Linked DNA regions of Mus musculus: all the other regions are linked to region 1. The links are chromatin contacts, called in public ChIA-PET maps. All regions are on one chromosome and are shown on one strand. The core of a region is the stretch at or near the end of the contact, and the rest is flanking DNA. Distances in the headings are between cores, read along the strand shown.

The links. ChIA-PET counts read pairs in DNA pulled down with a chosen protein or histone mark.
Region 2: a contact with region 1 is called in an RNA polymerase II ChIA-PET map of memory CD8 T cells, with 10 read pairs. The contact joins the promoter of Rnf2 here to the enhancer-like site in region 1. A contact is called at or near these places in 2 of 39 promoter capture datasets (cranial neural crest and pre-B cells), 2 of 484 Hi-C or Micro-C datasets (CD4 T cells and CD8 T cells) and 1 of 115 datasets of contacts at active chromatin or transcription factors (memory CD8 T cells).
Region 3: an RNA polymerase II ChIA-PET map of memory CD8 T cells shows a contact between it and region 1, with 30 read pairs. The contact joins the promoter of Trmt1l here to the enhancer-like site in region 1. A contact is called at or near these places in 13 of 39 promoter capture datasets (the 3T3-L1 cell line, 3T3-L1-derived adipocytes, the C10 cell line and 10 more), 1 of 15 datasets of contacts at CTCF or cohesin (pro-B cells), 2 of 484 Hi-C or Micro-C datasets (bone marrow-derived macrophages and nephron progenitors), 30 of 115 datasets of contacts at active chromatin or transcription factors (the 230-238 cell line, the SCID.adh cell line, acute myeloid leukemia and 21 more) and 3 of 9 other capture datasets (adipose tissue, liver and pancreatic islet).

What each region holds. Positions count from the first base shown.
Region 1 is chr1:151,072,244-151,077,303 of GRCm38.p6, forward strand. It overlaps Gm36297 (a long non-coding RNA gene), which reads left to right. Exons shown (of 4, transcript XR_387468.4): 3 at 3,404-3,482; 4 at 4,412-5,060. Gm36139 (a long non-coding RNA gene) reads right to left here. Exons shown (of 3, transcript XR_387463.3): 2 at 3,065-3,183; 3 at 2,217-2,552. Among named protein-coding and RNA genes, the nearest start is that of Gm36077, 9.1 kb to the right of the region's middle. Within about 2 kb of position 2,413, at least 51 of the 459 cell types and tissues checked have an H3K27ac peak or open chromatin away from gene starts, as enhancers often do. A contact at or near this core is called in CD8 T cells, bone marrow-derived macrophages, memory CD8 T cells and 1 more, where this site is marked.
Region 2 is chr1:151,498,848-151,503,907 of GRCm38.p6, forward strand. Rnf2 (ring finger protein 2) reads right to left here and starts at 2,144. Exons shown (of 7, transcript NM_011277.3): 1 at 1,872-2,144.
Region 3 is chr1:151,426,297-151,431,356 of GRCm38.p6, forward strand. It overlaps Trmt1l (tRNA methyltransferase 1 like), which reads left to right and starts at 2,246. Exons shown (of 15, transcript NM_026876.4): 1 at 2,246-2,806. The coding sequence starts at 2,581. It overlaps Swt1 (SWT1 RNA endoribonuclease homolog (S. cerevisiae)), which reads right to left and starts at 2,139. Exons shown (of 20, transcript NM_025819.4): 1 at 2,001-2,139.

The DNA.
Region 1 (5,060 bases), core at 1,163-3,662:
GCAGCACCGGAGTTGAAGTTGCAGCTGTAAGGGTTGCCCTTGGAGCCAATCAGTGGAAGCACCCTGAGAACAAGGAGAGAATCCAAAGTCATGCAACTCCCAGGTGACCCGTGGCTATGCACTAAGGGTTGGTCACCAAACTTAAGACTGATTGGGAAAGAGATCGTGAAAAATGAATCACAGCCCAGAGTAATAATTTTTTCTTTTGTTTGTTTGTTTTTTATTGGTTATTTTACTTATTTACATTTCAAGGGTTATCCCCCTTCCCAGTTTCCCCTCTGCAAACTCCCTATCCCATTCCCCCTCCCCTCTGCTTCTATGAGGGTGCTCCCCCACCCACTCCCAATTCATTGCTTTAGCATTCCCCTATGCTGGGGCATCAAGTCTACACAGGACCAAGGGTCTCCCCTCCCATTGATGCCAGATAAGGTCATCTTCTGCTACATATACAGCTGGAGCCATGGGTCCCTCCATGTGTACTCTTTGGTTGGTGGTCTAGTCCTTGGGAGCCCTGGAGGGGGGATCTGGTTGGTTGATATTGTTGTTCCTCCTATGGGTTTCAACCCCCTTCAGCTCCTTCAGTTGTTCCACTAACTCCTCCATTGGTGTCCCCGTGCTCAGATGGTTGGCTGCAAACATCTGCATCTGTATTTGTCAGGCTCTGGCACAGCCTCTAAGGAGACAGCTATATCAGGATCCTGTCAACAAGCACTTCTTGGCATCCCCAATAGTGTCTGAGTTTGGTGGCTGCATATGGGATGGAGCCCCAGGTGGGGCATTCTCTGGATGGCCTTTCCTTCAGTCTCTGCTCCACTCTTTGTCCCTGTATTTCCTTTAGACAGGAGCAATTCTGGGTTAAAATTTTTGAGGTAGGTGGGTGGCCCCATCCCTCAACCAGGGGCCATGCCTAACCTCTGGATATGGTCTCTACAGGTTCTCTCTCCCCTTTGTTGGGTATTTCAGCTAATGTTATTCCCGTTGGGCCCTGGGAGCCTCTTGCTTTCCTGGCATCTGGGACTTTCTGACGGGTACCCCCAGTCCCCCATCCCCCACTGCTACACACTTCTACACAGAGTGAATTTAAGTGAACGTTGTATCTCTTTATAAGACCGAAATACTAAAACTATGTTTATCTGAGAGCCCCAATCTGAGGTGGAGTGATATTAAGGACAAACGTAGCTAGAAAGGAAGCCCACTTCTGTTCAGAAAAGGGGAATCAATAATTCAAATCAAATGATTACTTTCACACTTCTCTATTCTTAGAAACTTGAATAACAGCCACTGAATAACATATATTGGCTTTTACATCAACATTACTTCAGCTTGAATAGGAGTGGCCCAATCTAAAGTGTGAGGCCTCTAAAAACAGAATCTCAAACTCTAGAATTCAGCGTGACATCACTTTAACAGAAAAAAAATGCTAAAATCAACCTCCAAATTTATAATTACACATCAGTTGAAATTCTGTCCTGTTTCCCCTACCCCAAAATTATACCTAATATGATATAGGTTTAAACAAACCAGTTCCTTCCTCATAGAAAACCCTAGAAGTCGATTATTTAACATTGATGTGGAGCTCCAGGGTCCAAAAGACTAGATTTCTATTCACAAGCTTCCTTCGTTTCCCATTCTTGGAAAAATAGAGAAAGTAGCATACCTTTACCCATAGTCCACTCTCCGGCACTTAGGCACGTGGCCACGAATTGCTTCAGTCGAGATGGGAAACAGTCTTTATTCTCAGCAAGGTAAAATCCAAAGCTATTGCTAAGAATGGAAACGAATACTGAAGGGCAATTAATAAAAATATCACCCGCATGTGCCTCAATTTCATTCCATAATTGTCACCAAATGTAGTCTCCTTCTTTCTACATTTCTTCAGTATTCAGAATAGAACCAAGCTCATTCTGCAATGGAGCCATGATATATGAAGATCATACAACACACTATACTTTCCAGTTTGCTTCATTAAGTGAAGATGGTCTTTATCAGCAGCTCAATGTAAACTCTCCAAAATGGATTATTAAGAATAAATCCACGGCCTGAGATGGCTCAGTGGTTAAGAACACTGACAGCTCTTCCAAAGGTCCTGAGTTCAAATCCCATCAACCACATGGTGGCTCACAACCATCCGTAATGAGATCTGACGCCCTCTTCTGGTGCATCTGAAGACAACTACAGAGTACTTAGATATAATAAATAAATAAAGAAATAAAGAATAAATCCAAAAATGGCACAGTTTAATGCGACATAAAATACATAAATGCAAAAAAAAAAAAAATAAAAAAACTTCCAGAAGGATTTATTGGCAGGCTCAAATACAAATCGGAATTTGCATATGCATGGCAGAGAACTTCCTCTCTATTCCTTTTTAAGTATCTTCTAGACGCACTTCCTCAAACTGCTTCTCTCTCTTGCCACCACAGTCGTGCCTATCAAAGTTCAGTTGCAAGCAGTTTCTTAGATAAGTTGAATCTTACAGACTGTTCTGAGTGTCCTCCGTGTGCGCCCCTTTCCATCTCTCTTCGGTGTTCCAGTGGGAGGCAAGGCAAGGGCTGGAGGGGAAATGAGACATGGGCGACAGTAAACCAAACGTGGAGTGGTAAGACCTTTGCATGGATATGTGAATATAAAACAAGATGAATGCCTAACTGTGGGATGCCAGAGGAAAGTATGAGCATGTCCAACCATGTGTCTCTGATATAAACTTCATTATCATCTTGGAATACAAAGCACATTATATCTTCTTTAGAGAGCCAGTGGACCACTGCTTGCTCTGAACTCTGCTTGCTTTCAAACGAGAAAGCAAAGGGAAACTGTCACTGCTAGCGTGGCTGCTCAGCAAGCACACATCGCAGTGACTGAACGTCGTCTACCTCAGTGGTTTCCCTGCCGCACTTGTCTTAGAACACAGACACATATTCGGTTGCCACATCTAAGACATTGATTCTGGTCTTTCTAGGTAAACCTCCGCCATACCTGAATATTACAGATTGTGAAACTGACCTGTAAGCCTGAGGTGCCAATTCTACACAGTTTAAGGGGAAGTTTGGAGCTTAAGCCTCACCTCTGCCCAGTGGTGATATTCCAGCAACACTGAAACTGGAAAATGACTCTTTTGCAAGGTTTCACACCTGATCTCAAACCTCTGCTCTACCAAGAGCTGTTGTTAGGGGCGTCCTGAACCTGTTGAGTAACAAAAAGTACAATGGCACAGTTATTCTTTCCCCCTATGTATGAACCCATCCTGAAATTACTTTGTGTTTGTTGACTTCCTGGTAGAAGGAAGGATAATTTTTAAATTTTGCATTTGGCTATTACTTGATCTAGACCATTAAAAAGGCATATTAGGCCACATACGTGAGGCTGTCTCTGGAACTGACATGAAATACATTTCCTTTTCTAGGAATCTACATGAGCAATTTACCTCCAAAGAAGAAAAGAACTTGGAAGTCATTTTCCGGAGGACAGGGTACACGAAGCTTGTAAGTTTTGGCATCGCTGGGATAGAGGAAGTGTGATGACTAAGTCAGTGTGCTGCTGTTAGGGAAAAGCATGTTCTAATGTGCCACCTGCAATTTCATCTCATGAGCAGCAGCTTTCTGATCCAGGACAGTTTTTATACCGTTTAGAGAAAGATAGAGACTAGCTACGTAGAACTTGGGCAACAAGAGAATGAAGAACTGCTAAGGGAAGATGCTGAACCTGTTAGAAAGGCTGCCCTGGATAAGGAACTCACAGCAGAGACAAGATGAGCTTGGGGCACTGCTAAAATATCATAAAGTGTGAGTAAGTTCCAGAGGGTCTACAGGCGAGCAAGAGATGAATAGCTTCTCTCCAAAGAGGGTCAGGGGAGGTGATAAAGTTTGGTTGTCAATGGTTAAGGATAATCAACAAAGACACAAACCTCTCCCTGGCTTCTGCTCGTGGCTTCTCTTTTTGTTTGGAGTTTGGTAGATGCCTTTAAAAACAACACCATGTCCTTTAATTCTGACAAGTATTCCACACATTGCTAGGCTAGTGAGAGCTACCTAGTTTTGCACTAGTGTGAAAGTGAGCAACTCTACAGTATGATCTATACTCTGTTCTTGGTGCCCAAGGACATGGAGTAGTGCCCGAGATATCTGGAGATAGTCTCTCACCTCATAATCAATCCCATAATCCATTGCAGTGTAACTCAAAGACTCAAAAATGGATTTGTGTTTGTATGATTTCCCCGCCTCGTTTCTCACATTAATGCTGCCACTAACAAACACCTAAATAATGAATAGTTTATTTTTTTTTTTAACTTACTATCTGGAGTGACCTAGGAAACTTTAATAACAATCTTGTATTTTTCTGAGAAATAAACTTATTTATAATGATTGTCAACTTTCTTCGTAAGCCTGGTTAAAAACATGTTTTGCTTTTCCAGAGAACAATGAATGATCAGCAATCCTTGATGGTGTCCATTTTAGAAACGGAATGAAAACAAGAGCCATTATTGAGGAGTTAGAAGGTAGAACAAACTGTCTTCCGTTGAAGTCATCATTGTCTTGTAACGCTGGCCCTCAGAAGTGAGAGACCGGATAAAATACAACAATAATTATTACAAGTAATAAGGGGAACTATGTCCAAGAAATGACAGTTTCAGACGGACGAGTCCATTTGAACAATCAATAACACTTCAATGCTCCTCTTAGATGATATTTTGTGGTTATAGCTTATGGTTAGCATTCTCTTCACATCAAAGGACTCACTTTATTGGTTCTCTGGAGATGTACAGGAGTTGGAAGAAAAGAACTAAACCGCTGCATTGACGTCGACTGAGAGGACGGTGAAAAGTCGCCTTCTGTGCCTACTCTACCTTTCACAAACACACCCTTTAATAGAGTACATTTGAAAACAAGTTGCAATCTTACTGCCGCAAAGTATCTAATGAATCACCAAGTTATTTTGTTAGAATTGCTTCAGATGACTAAAATATCAATTTGCTTCTGATTGGAATCCAGACAACTTGGTATCAAAACAATAATTAACTTTCTTCCCCACCGCCTTCCCATTTCTCTTTTTGAGACAGGCTC
Region 2 (5,060 bases), core at 894-3,393, 430 kb after region 1:
TTACACTATTTGTTCTAACTGAAAGCTTTCTGTGCAGCACATTAGAGGACCATTATCTTATTTTTCAAATATAAAGGCTATCATAAAGTCTCCTTTTAGAGGCTTGGATTTTGCCTTGTCTGTGCTTGTGAGACAGTCTCATAGCCCACTCTGCTCTTTGTGTAGCCCAGGATGGCCTGTCTCTACTCCTAAAGCTAAGTCAGCTATGTGTCTAAAGTCTACAACTTAGTCTTCATCTGAACTACTGCCCTGTCCCTTCCACACGAGGGATTTAGAGAAATAAGTAAACTTGGAGAAAGTAAAAACCCATATTTGGTGTGATACCTAACAACTGGAGTGTTATATATTTATCAGTTATTTTACTAAATAGATTAGATGTTACCATCAAGTCTTTAAAAAAGGATACCTGTTGATTGTAGCAAGTAGAGATTTTAGAGGGCAAAGAGGTATATCCAGGAGTAATATTGTTGCCGTTTAAGTTCTTTATAAATCAGAGGTTAAAAGTTCAACTTAAGACACAAAATGTAAGACAGCTGTGTTGAATGTCTATAATCTTGTCACCAGGGAAGCTGAGACAGGAGGATTGCCTTAAACTCAGTATCGAGTATGAGGCCAGCTTGCCTGGACAATACTGAATGGGTCGCTGGCAAAAGTAAATAAATAAAAATAAAATAAATCTCAAAATACTGAATGGGTCGCTTGCAAAAGTAAATAAATAAAAATAAAATAAATCTCAAAACCCGACATTTGCTTTATTAAAATATTCAACAATTACAAATAATTAGATACCAATTCCACTAAGTACTCCAGTTGATTATCTCGAAACTATCAAAAAATAATTGAATGCAAATGACTTATGGTACTTTTAATTAAAATATGGCTTAAATTACTTGACACTATGCCTTCCTTTTTTTTTATTTCAAAAGAAATAACCGCATACCAAATACTTAAAAGCCTAGCTAAGCTTTTTCACACACCGTGTAGAAAGTCTGACATTTCCACAACAAGTCACAAGGCATACAAACTTCCGACAGCTTCTTTAAAAAGACACCCAACGGGGCTTCGGGGACATGAATCGGTAATCTGTTCCGGTGGGCAAAAGCAAAGAAAGGAACCTCAAAGTTTCCAAGACCGACCTTTTTTTTTTTTTTTTTTTTTAAACCAACAACAATATCTCTGCGAGTATGAAGGCGACTTCTGAAGCGAGGAAACGATTCTAACAAGGGCCGGGACTCGGGAGCCGACAGGCAGAGGGAGTGGACCAAGGATTTCGGCAAACACAGCCCGGGGTCAAAACGCGAAGCAGCTCGAACCCACGGAGTCGCCCCCTCCCCCAACACCGCCTCCAGGGTGAGCCCGTGGCTCGCGGAGGCGGCAACAGATACTCCGGGGCAGGCGGCGGCTCTCCAGGAATGTGGGGCCGAGAGGGGATCCCGAGCCCACCCCGGTGCCAGGTCCCAAAGGAGAGCTGTCGGCCCGGAGCGCCCCTCCCCGCCCCCACGGCGCCGACCTCCGGGCCCCGCGAGCAAGCCCAGGGCTAAGTTCTCCCAGCGCTCCGGTGCCGCCCTCGAGGCCCCGGCCGCCGTAAGCCCAGGGCCGCGCGGGTGCGCTTCCCCGAAGGGCTCCGGACGCTTCGCCAGCCCGGTGCTCACGGGCCGCGAACAATGAGCCCTCCCGGGCGGGCCGCGAGCGGCGGAGCGAACGGCCGGGGGCGGCGGCGCCATCGCCTCACGGCCCCTCGCGGCCGCGGACACACACACACACACACACCCCCAGCCCCGCCGCCGCTCGGGCCGCGGCCCGTTCCGGGTGCCCCTGCCCCAGCCCGCCGCCCTCGCAGACGTCGCCATCCCCCTCCCTGCCTAGCTCACCGGCTCCTGCCCCAGCCCGGGGGTGCGCTGGCAGTGGCCGGAGCGAGACTCGAGAATCAACCGCCGGCGCCGCCGCACAATATGGCGAGTCTCGGCTTCCGCAATGGAGCTCGGGAAATACAACAGGGGCCGCTCAATATTCATGAGAGACTGGGGAGGGGGGAGCCGGCTCGGCCGGAGCTGCGGGGAGGGCGGGAAGGAGCGAGCGAGCGAGCGAGCGAGCGAGGAGGCGGAGGCGCGGGACGCGGACGCGCACCGCGCGGGGAGGCCCCTGGCGTAGGGGAAGGGGCGTGCCTAGTGCAGGCCCGGACCGCCGGGCCACGCCCACACCCTGGCCCTGGCTCCGCCCCCGCCCGTGGCTACAGCTCGCCAGACGCCCCCAGCGCCGGCGCAGCCCCCAGCCAACGCCTGCTGACTTGGGCGTCTTCTTTCTGTCTGTTTCCCCCGTCCTGGAGCCTTTCTGGGCCTGTCTGAGCCCACAGGTTGCGCCTTCCCTCCCGCTGCTGAGGTTTCGATTTGGGCTTCCAGCCCCTGACTTCGTCCTCGTCCTCGTAGTCATCCCAGCCCAAGTAAATCCTCAGGGTTTCTGCTGCAGAACTTTCCGGACTTTGGATCTCTAAGGCATACAAAGCCAGCAAGATCTAAGGAAAGTGACCTTCAACTCTGGAAATAGGCGCTTGTTAGTACGTCCCTAATGATCTCCTTGCTACTCTTTATATCGACCTCCTTGACGCTTTCAGTGTTCTGAATTTGAAAATATAAGTAGCCATAGATAGTTGTCATTACCACCACCACTACCCAAAAAAATAGCCTGCAAGTTGTCACTCGGTAATTCCTGCATTTAACTTTTAAGTAACACGTAGGAAAAAAAGTTCCCTAACTTCAAAATGTTTCATTGGTCATGGTCTCTTGAAAGGATAATCAAGAATAGCAGATGATAAATGGGAAGGCACTTAATTTGCACTGCACTGAAATTGGGCGAGGTGGCTTATAGCTTCCAGTAACGTTATTATGGAATTCCTTTTCTGTGGCTTAAAATTTTCTTACTTATTGTATTATTCGGGGTTTTCTATAGAAACAACTAATAGAATGCATATATATTAAATATATTCAGCATATAGAGAGGGGGGATATTAAGTATATGCAATATAGAGAGAGGTGGGGTGGGTATTAGAGTGGCTTACAGGCTGTGGTCTAAGCCAACAGTACTGTCTCCAAACTACAAGGTGAAGAACCTAGTAGTTTTAAGCCCTTGGTGCTGGCTGTGTCAGCGGGTCGTTGGCCTATGTTGGAATCCAAAGAAGTGTTTTTTAATATCAGTAAAGTAATGTCTCAGCATCAGATCTTGCTGGCGAAAGCTTTCTACTCACCCCTTCCTTTTTTGTATGCTACCACAGAAGGTGTGGCAAAGAGTTCAGATGGGACTTCAAGGCTTGAATGATCCAATCAAGAAAACATTCACGAGTGTGCTCAGTTGTTTGGTGTTTTGTTAATCCCAGATGTGACCAACCAGGATTGGTGCTCACACTTACTGTCCACTCTAGCAATTTAAAAAGCCCAAGGTTAAACTTTTCCCGGGATGTGAATCAAAGCCAAAATAACCCCGAGTGTTGTGTTCCTCCATCCTCTGGAGACGGGTAGTCTGGAGCAGAAACACTGACCTTCCATCAAAGCGGAATGTTCATAATTGAGAACTCTTTGCTCTAGTTCAAACGCTTCTGGAAATCGTGATGTGTAACTGCTTGAAGCCAGTCAATCAGTGTTAAGGAAGGCCGTCATTTATAGGGAGCACAGAAGATACAGGTAAATCTAATATCCTATTTAAAGGGTCACAGTAGGATTGTCTTTAAAGAAGAAAACGTATGGGATATTTAGATTAAAAATTATTTAAAAAGTTAGACTTTGGGCTAAAAATCCTTTAGTACAAAGATACTTCTAACAAATCAGTGTGACTTCATCTATTTTACCTCTTCACTGGCATGAGACCAGTCTGCGGTGGCCCACACCTTTAATCCAAGCACTCAGGAGGCATAGACAGATGGATCTCTGTGAGTTCAAGGACAGCCTGGTCTACAGAGTGAGTTCCAGAACAACCAGGGCTACACAGAGAAACCCTGTCTGGAAGAAAACCAAAAAACTTGGAATGGATCATCCTAGATTGGCTTAAACAGGAAAGTTATGTTCTGCCATTTGGTAAGAAATATTTCTAAAACCTTTAGATTCAATACAACACAGGTTTATCGCCTGCTCATCCTTAGTGATTAATTAGAATCAAAATCACTGTTCCAGTCTCTCTGGAAACCAGATTGACAGAGACCTCAATCTCTTAGCTGTAGCCCTTGTGTTAGTCAGGGACCTCTAGAGTAACAGGACTTATAGAATGAATCTCTCTCTAGAGAGAAATGGAATTTATTATACTCACTATGGCTATAGTCCAGCTAACCCAATAATGGCTGCCTATAAATGGACTGTCCAAGAGTCTAGTAGTTCAGTCCACAGGGTGGGATATCTTAGCTAGTCCGTAGTATACGCAGGAATCCCAAAGACGTGGTCTCCAATGCCAGTGAAGGAATGGTTTTGCTAGCAATGCAAGAGCAAGCAGGCAAAGAACAAAAACTTCCTTCTTCCATGTGCTTGCAAAGACTTCCAGCAGAAGCTGTGGCCCTGATTAAAGAGGCCTCTTCCCAGATCAAAGATCCAGATTAGAAGTGGATCTTCCCACTTCAAATTAAGCAAATACCCCTCCATTTTTGGTTTTTGTTAGTTCCAGATATAGTCAAATGGACAACTAAGAATAGCCATCGATGCACCTGAGTCACAGTAATTCATTCTCTGTAGCAGAGAAAGAAAGAAACTGAAGAATAACCGGGAGCTTTCAAAAACTTACTTTGGAAGAGACACGATCACTGATGGAATTCCACTGGCCAGAACCAGTTACCCAAGTCAATACATCTACAAGGATGGTGCATTCTCGAACTTAGCTCAGGAAGAAAAGGAGAGTTAGTTGGGGTGTGTGTGTGTGTGTGTGTGTGTTTGGTTTTGGGTTTTTTGTTTTGTTTTGGTTTGGTTTTGGTTTTGGTTTTTTGAGACAGGGTTTCTCTGTGCAGTCCTGGCTGGACTGGAACTCACTCTGTAGACCAGGCTGGCCTCGAACTCAGAAATCCACCTGCCTCTGCCTCCCAAGTGCTG
Region 3 (5,060 bases), core at 996-3,495, 350 kb after region 1:
ATAGTCCAGCAACCAAAATCAAGTTTCTGGCATGTGAGTAACTTTGAAGCTGACCCATGTCAAGTCTTTACCTGACAACAGTGGATCTACCAGGTAGCTTCAGTATATCGTCGTTAAAGACCCAAATCCTAATACAGCCAGGAAGTTCATTTTTAATTCCTGGTCCACAAAAACTGTTGAAATTATTTTTATTGTTGCTTAACAGGGCCGGGCGTGGTGGCGCACGCCTTTAATCCCAGCACTTGGGAGGCAGAGGCAGGCTGTTTTTCTGAGTTCAAGGCCAGCCTGGTCTACAGAGTGAGTTCCAAGACAGCCAGGGCTACACAGAGAAACCTTGATGTGAAAAAACAAACAAACAAAAATATAAGATAGCTTATGCAGTAATGCAACTGATGCTTAATATACTCTCCTAAGCCTTTAAACTGAAAATTCCCTCATGCTTAGAAATTCTGAATTTAAACTGCCACAGAATCCCCATGCTAACATTAAATTGTTGTCATCTGTTTTCTAGCTGGTGTTAAATAAGGTTAAAATATTGAGTCAAGCTCTCAAATTAATCATTTACTCTTTTTATAAATGGGAAAAAAAAAAAAACAAGTACTACAAGTACTAAGGATGTCATTTAGAGCTAAGACACAGTGCCTGTTATGAATACCAAAGGCAGAGGGAGGGGTGAGGTGGGGTGAGGTGTTCTGTCAATTAAAAATAATACCATTTCTTTTTTTTTAATATATTATGTATTTATGTGCTTTATGTGTTTTGTCTGCATTCAAGTCTCTGTGAGGGCATCAAATCCCTGGGACCTGGAGTTACAGATGGTTTCCATCTGTCAAGTGGATGGCTGGGAACTGATAAGAGTCTTCCGCAAGAAAAGCAGGTGACCTAAACCACTGAACAATCTCTCTGGTCCTAGTTACCATTTCTACAGGTTGTAATAGGTGCTATTGTCTCACTTTTAATCGTTAAATAGTTAACTCCCCACATAGGAATCCTAGTCCAAAAGCGGTTAAAAGGCCTTCAGTCGTCTTGTGGGGCCAGGCTTCTGACCTTTAAGCTAAGGAGCTAAGCAAATACTTTACCACTGAGATAAGTACATTCGTAGCCCTTAAGGGCTTTAGAACTTGCAAAAGACTGGTGGGGACAAAGTTTACGTTAAACTGGGGAAGGAAAAACACCTTCAAACACTCCAACTAGGAAGGACAATGAGAGAGCAAAACTTCCAGACAGCATTTCAAAGTAACAAACAATCACACACCGTCTCCTATGGTTTCCCAACAGAGGAAAAAAACCTGAGAACCTCCCCTCTTGCCTTAAACGCTCAAGACAGTCCGAAGCAGGCAACCTGAAAGAAAGATCAATTTGGGTTGTTTTTGTTTTGTTTTTCCAGTCTGCTCCAGTGTGCTTATTAGAAATAAAGTGAAGAGAACAAATAAGACTTCGGTGATAAACAAGTCCAGGATATATATATTTATAAAACTTGAGGCGCAGAGGATTCCCTGGCCATATTCCTTAGAGAATCTGAAATGCATCAAAGTGATACATTTGTTAGTAAAAGCCTAAAAAAAAACAAAACAAAACAGGTCAAAACTGCAAAACAATCTCCTACAACCACACCGCGCCTATTCTGCTATCCTTAACCTAGAGGCAAAATTGAAAAAGTGAAGAGCGTCCGGGTCGCAAGTTGTGGGGGGGAAAGTTGTGGAGAGCGGAGTCAGGACTCTACCTCAGGGGGCTGACAGAAAAGTGCTTCTGGGATTCATAAACTGCCTCGGCCCACCCCCACACAAGCCGCCATCGGTCCCCCCACCGCCTCAGGTCCAGCTGGAGCAACCCGGCCACACACTCCACGAGCCGGCCGACCTCCGACCAGCCCCCGCAGTCGCCCGGCCCAGACCTCAGCTCGCGGGTCCCGAGCCCGACCGACGTCCGGGTACAGGAGGCCAGCAGTGAAAAGCTGTCGCCCAGAGAGATGTCCACGCGCCCGGAATACCCTAACTTACCTGAGTCCGCGGCAGCAGCAGCCACAGCGACAGTGGCGATTCCCCGGACCAGTCGGACACCCAAAGCGCCTTCCCAGAGCCCGCTGCACACTGGGAAATGTAGTTCTGTACTCGGACCCCCGCCAGGAGCCGAACGCTCCAGGCAATTCTAGAGTTCTCGGCGCTCTGTGTGTGTTTCCTCCAAGGACCGGAACTGAGCACCGCCCATGAGGCGCGATGCCTCCTGGGTGTTGTAGTCTTATTTCGGTTCGGTGGCGGCCAGTGATGCAGAGGACGTACCGAGGAAACGGAACTCTTTTTCCTCATTGGACACTGTCCGCCACACGCTTCTGCGCAGTCTGTGGTGGCGTCGTAACGCCTCGGGGAAGGGGAAGCCGGCGAAGGGTCGAACCGCTGCCTCTGGCTTTCAGTTTTTCTGCTGACAGGGTTGGGTCACTGGAGCTCCGCCGTTTGTCTGTGGCACGCGTACAGCCTTCCCAATTGCTTCCCCGCCCTTGGATCCAGCCCTGTGTGCATTAACGTCTATTAACCCACTCCGCCGCGAGTCCCCTCCGCGTCCCCTGGCTCGGAGGCCGTAACTATGGAGAATATGGCGGAGGAGGAGCTGCTACCCCAGGAGAAGGAGGAGGCCCAGGTCAGGGTCCCGACCCGGGCCCCGGATTCGGCTCCGGTCCCAGCTCCGGCCGCAGATACGGCTCTGGACTCGGCTCCGACGCCGGACTCGGATCCAGCCCCAGCCCTTGCCCCGGCCCCGGCTCCGGCCCTGTCCCCGTCCCTAGCCTCTGTCCCCGAGGAGGCTGAAAGCAGTAAGTGCAGACGGCCTGATCTCTCTGCCGCAGAGAAGCGAGAAACCATGCCTCGCTGGGGAATAGGGGAGGCCCTTCTCCAGGGTGTTTTTTTTAATGTGGAAAGGCAAATTTAGAAAAATGGGAGGAGGAGGAGGAACCAGAGCGGCAGGTAAGAGTAAAAGGAATACAGCATGGAAAGGGATACTTCTTCCATAAACCTCGAGGATATCATCCTGAAGGATATATGAAGGCCAGGCGTGAGGCAGAGAAAAATAAACAATGAAATTAGTGGCTGTGTCCGTTAGTGTCTTTAGTAGTTTCCATCTCAACCCAGTCTACAATAGTTTTAAAACTTTCCACTGTGTTACAGTAATGGAGGTACTAAGGTAGTAGTAGATCAAGATTGAGAAACTGAAAGCATTTTTCAGTCAGGACTTATACACACTGATGGATTTGTCTCATTGCTGGAGTATACTTTGCTCCCGAGAATAGAAACTCCGTCTCTTGTATCTGCCAAATACTAATTGAGCTTTGTACTTCATTCCAAAGGACAACGATCGTGAAAACGTATAGCCCATATTTTTATTTTCTGAATGTGTTTATACATGTTCCGAGTGGTGGTTTTTCGGTTCATATAAGAAACATAAGACTGATAATTATTAGCATTTTAAGGATCTTCTTAACATTTTGCACAGCGGGCCTAAAAAAAAAAAATTCAACGAGTTTTGTTTTTTTTTTCAACAAATCTGTGGTCCATAAATGGATCTTTATACTCCTTCTGAATTATCGCGTGAGGAATTAATTCATATTTCTAGGCCAGTTGGGGGTTAAATGTACATAAAACAGTCATAATCTAAGAGAATTATTTTGCAGTTCTACAACCACATTCAAGAGCAGCAGAATTGATCCCAGGAAAGACAAAAATCATCCAGTAGACTCATCATTTGGGATCACAGCTTTTAGTGCAAAACAAGGCCTTTTCTCCCTCTACATACAACCTGATGGATAGGGACTTTTACACTGTTAAGGGAATAGCTACCACCCACCTGATCATGTTTAAATCGGACATAGTTCAGCTGTTTGGGGAATGCTTCTTTACTTCTTCACCATTTTAATGCCTTAAAATGCCTCATGGGGCATAGTGACTCCTCATGGTATGTATGCCTGTAATCCTAACACTCCAGAGATTCAGGCAGGCCTGGTAGCTTGGAGATCAACCTGAGCTGCCTAGGGAGACATTGTCCCAAAAGTCTGTCTTAGGGGAAGAGGGTTGCAAACATTTGATTATATGTGCTACAACAATTACAAATTTCTACTGTGAAGAATTTGTGCTGTTGAAACCTTTAAACACGCACTAATCCTTTGAAAATGTATTTTCAGATCTAGTTAGTCCTTTGAAGGCAGTAGCAGCTAGGCAAGATGAAAATGGTGATTCTGAAATAGAATTGAAATTTGAGGAAAAAGTAACAGAAGAAATTGTGAAAGAACCTTCTAGTATATTGGGTTTGTCTGATTTAACAGGTTTACTTTATTGATTATGAGTATGCTATTTAAAAAAAAAAAAAAAGGAGTGTGCCGGGCGTGGTGGCGCACGCCTTTAATCCCAGCACTCGGGAGGCAGAGGCAGGTGGATTTCTGAGTTCAAGGCCAGTCTGGTCTACAAAGTGAGCTCCAGGACAGCCAGGGCTACACAGAGAAACCCTGTCTTGAAAAACCAAAAAAAAAAAAAAAAAAAAAAGAGTGTTTAAATACAGAATGATATTACCATGTTGAACCAGAAAAGATTAGAAAGATATAAAAAGAATTTTCAGACAGGTTTTGAAATTTTCCTTCAATAGTGGACTAGATAATTTTCAGTTTTCTTTTTCTAACTTATTAATTTTATTAGGATCCTCTTATATTGTACTGCCTAACAGAATAATCCAGGAGGCATATCTTTTATGCAGCATTATATATCCTATTGCACATACATGCCTGAACTATGAAACAGAACCTTTCTCGATTTCAAATGTGGTAGTTTAGTTTGTATAAATGAATTCTTTTTGGACCATCACTATCCGAACTAAAAACTAAGTTACTTTTTTGGGCCTGTATTTTATTCTAAGTTTTTGAACAAAGCCTAGTATATGAAGTTTATCAAGCTCATATCTGTAATTCCCGAATTTGAGAAGCTGAAGTAGGAGGATAATGAGTTTGAAGCCAGCATAGGCTACATAGTTCCAGAAGAGTCGTAGCTATATAGTGAGCTCCTATCTCAAGAAAGAAAAGTATA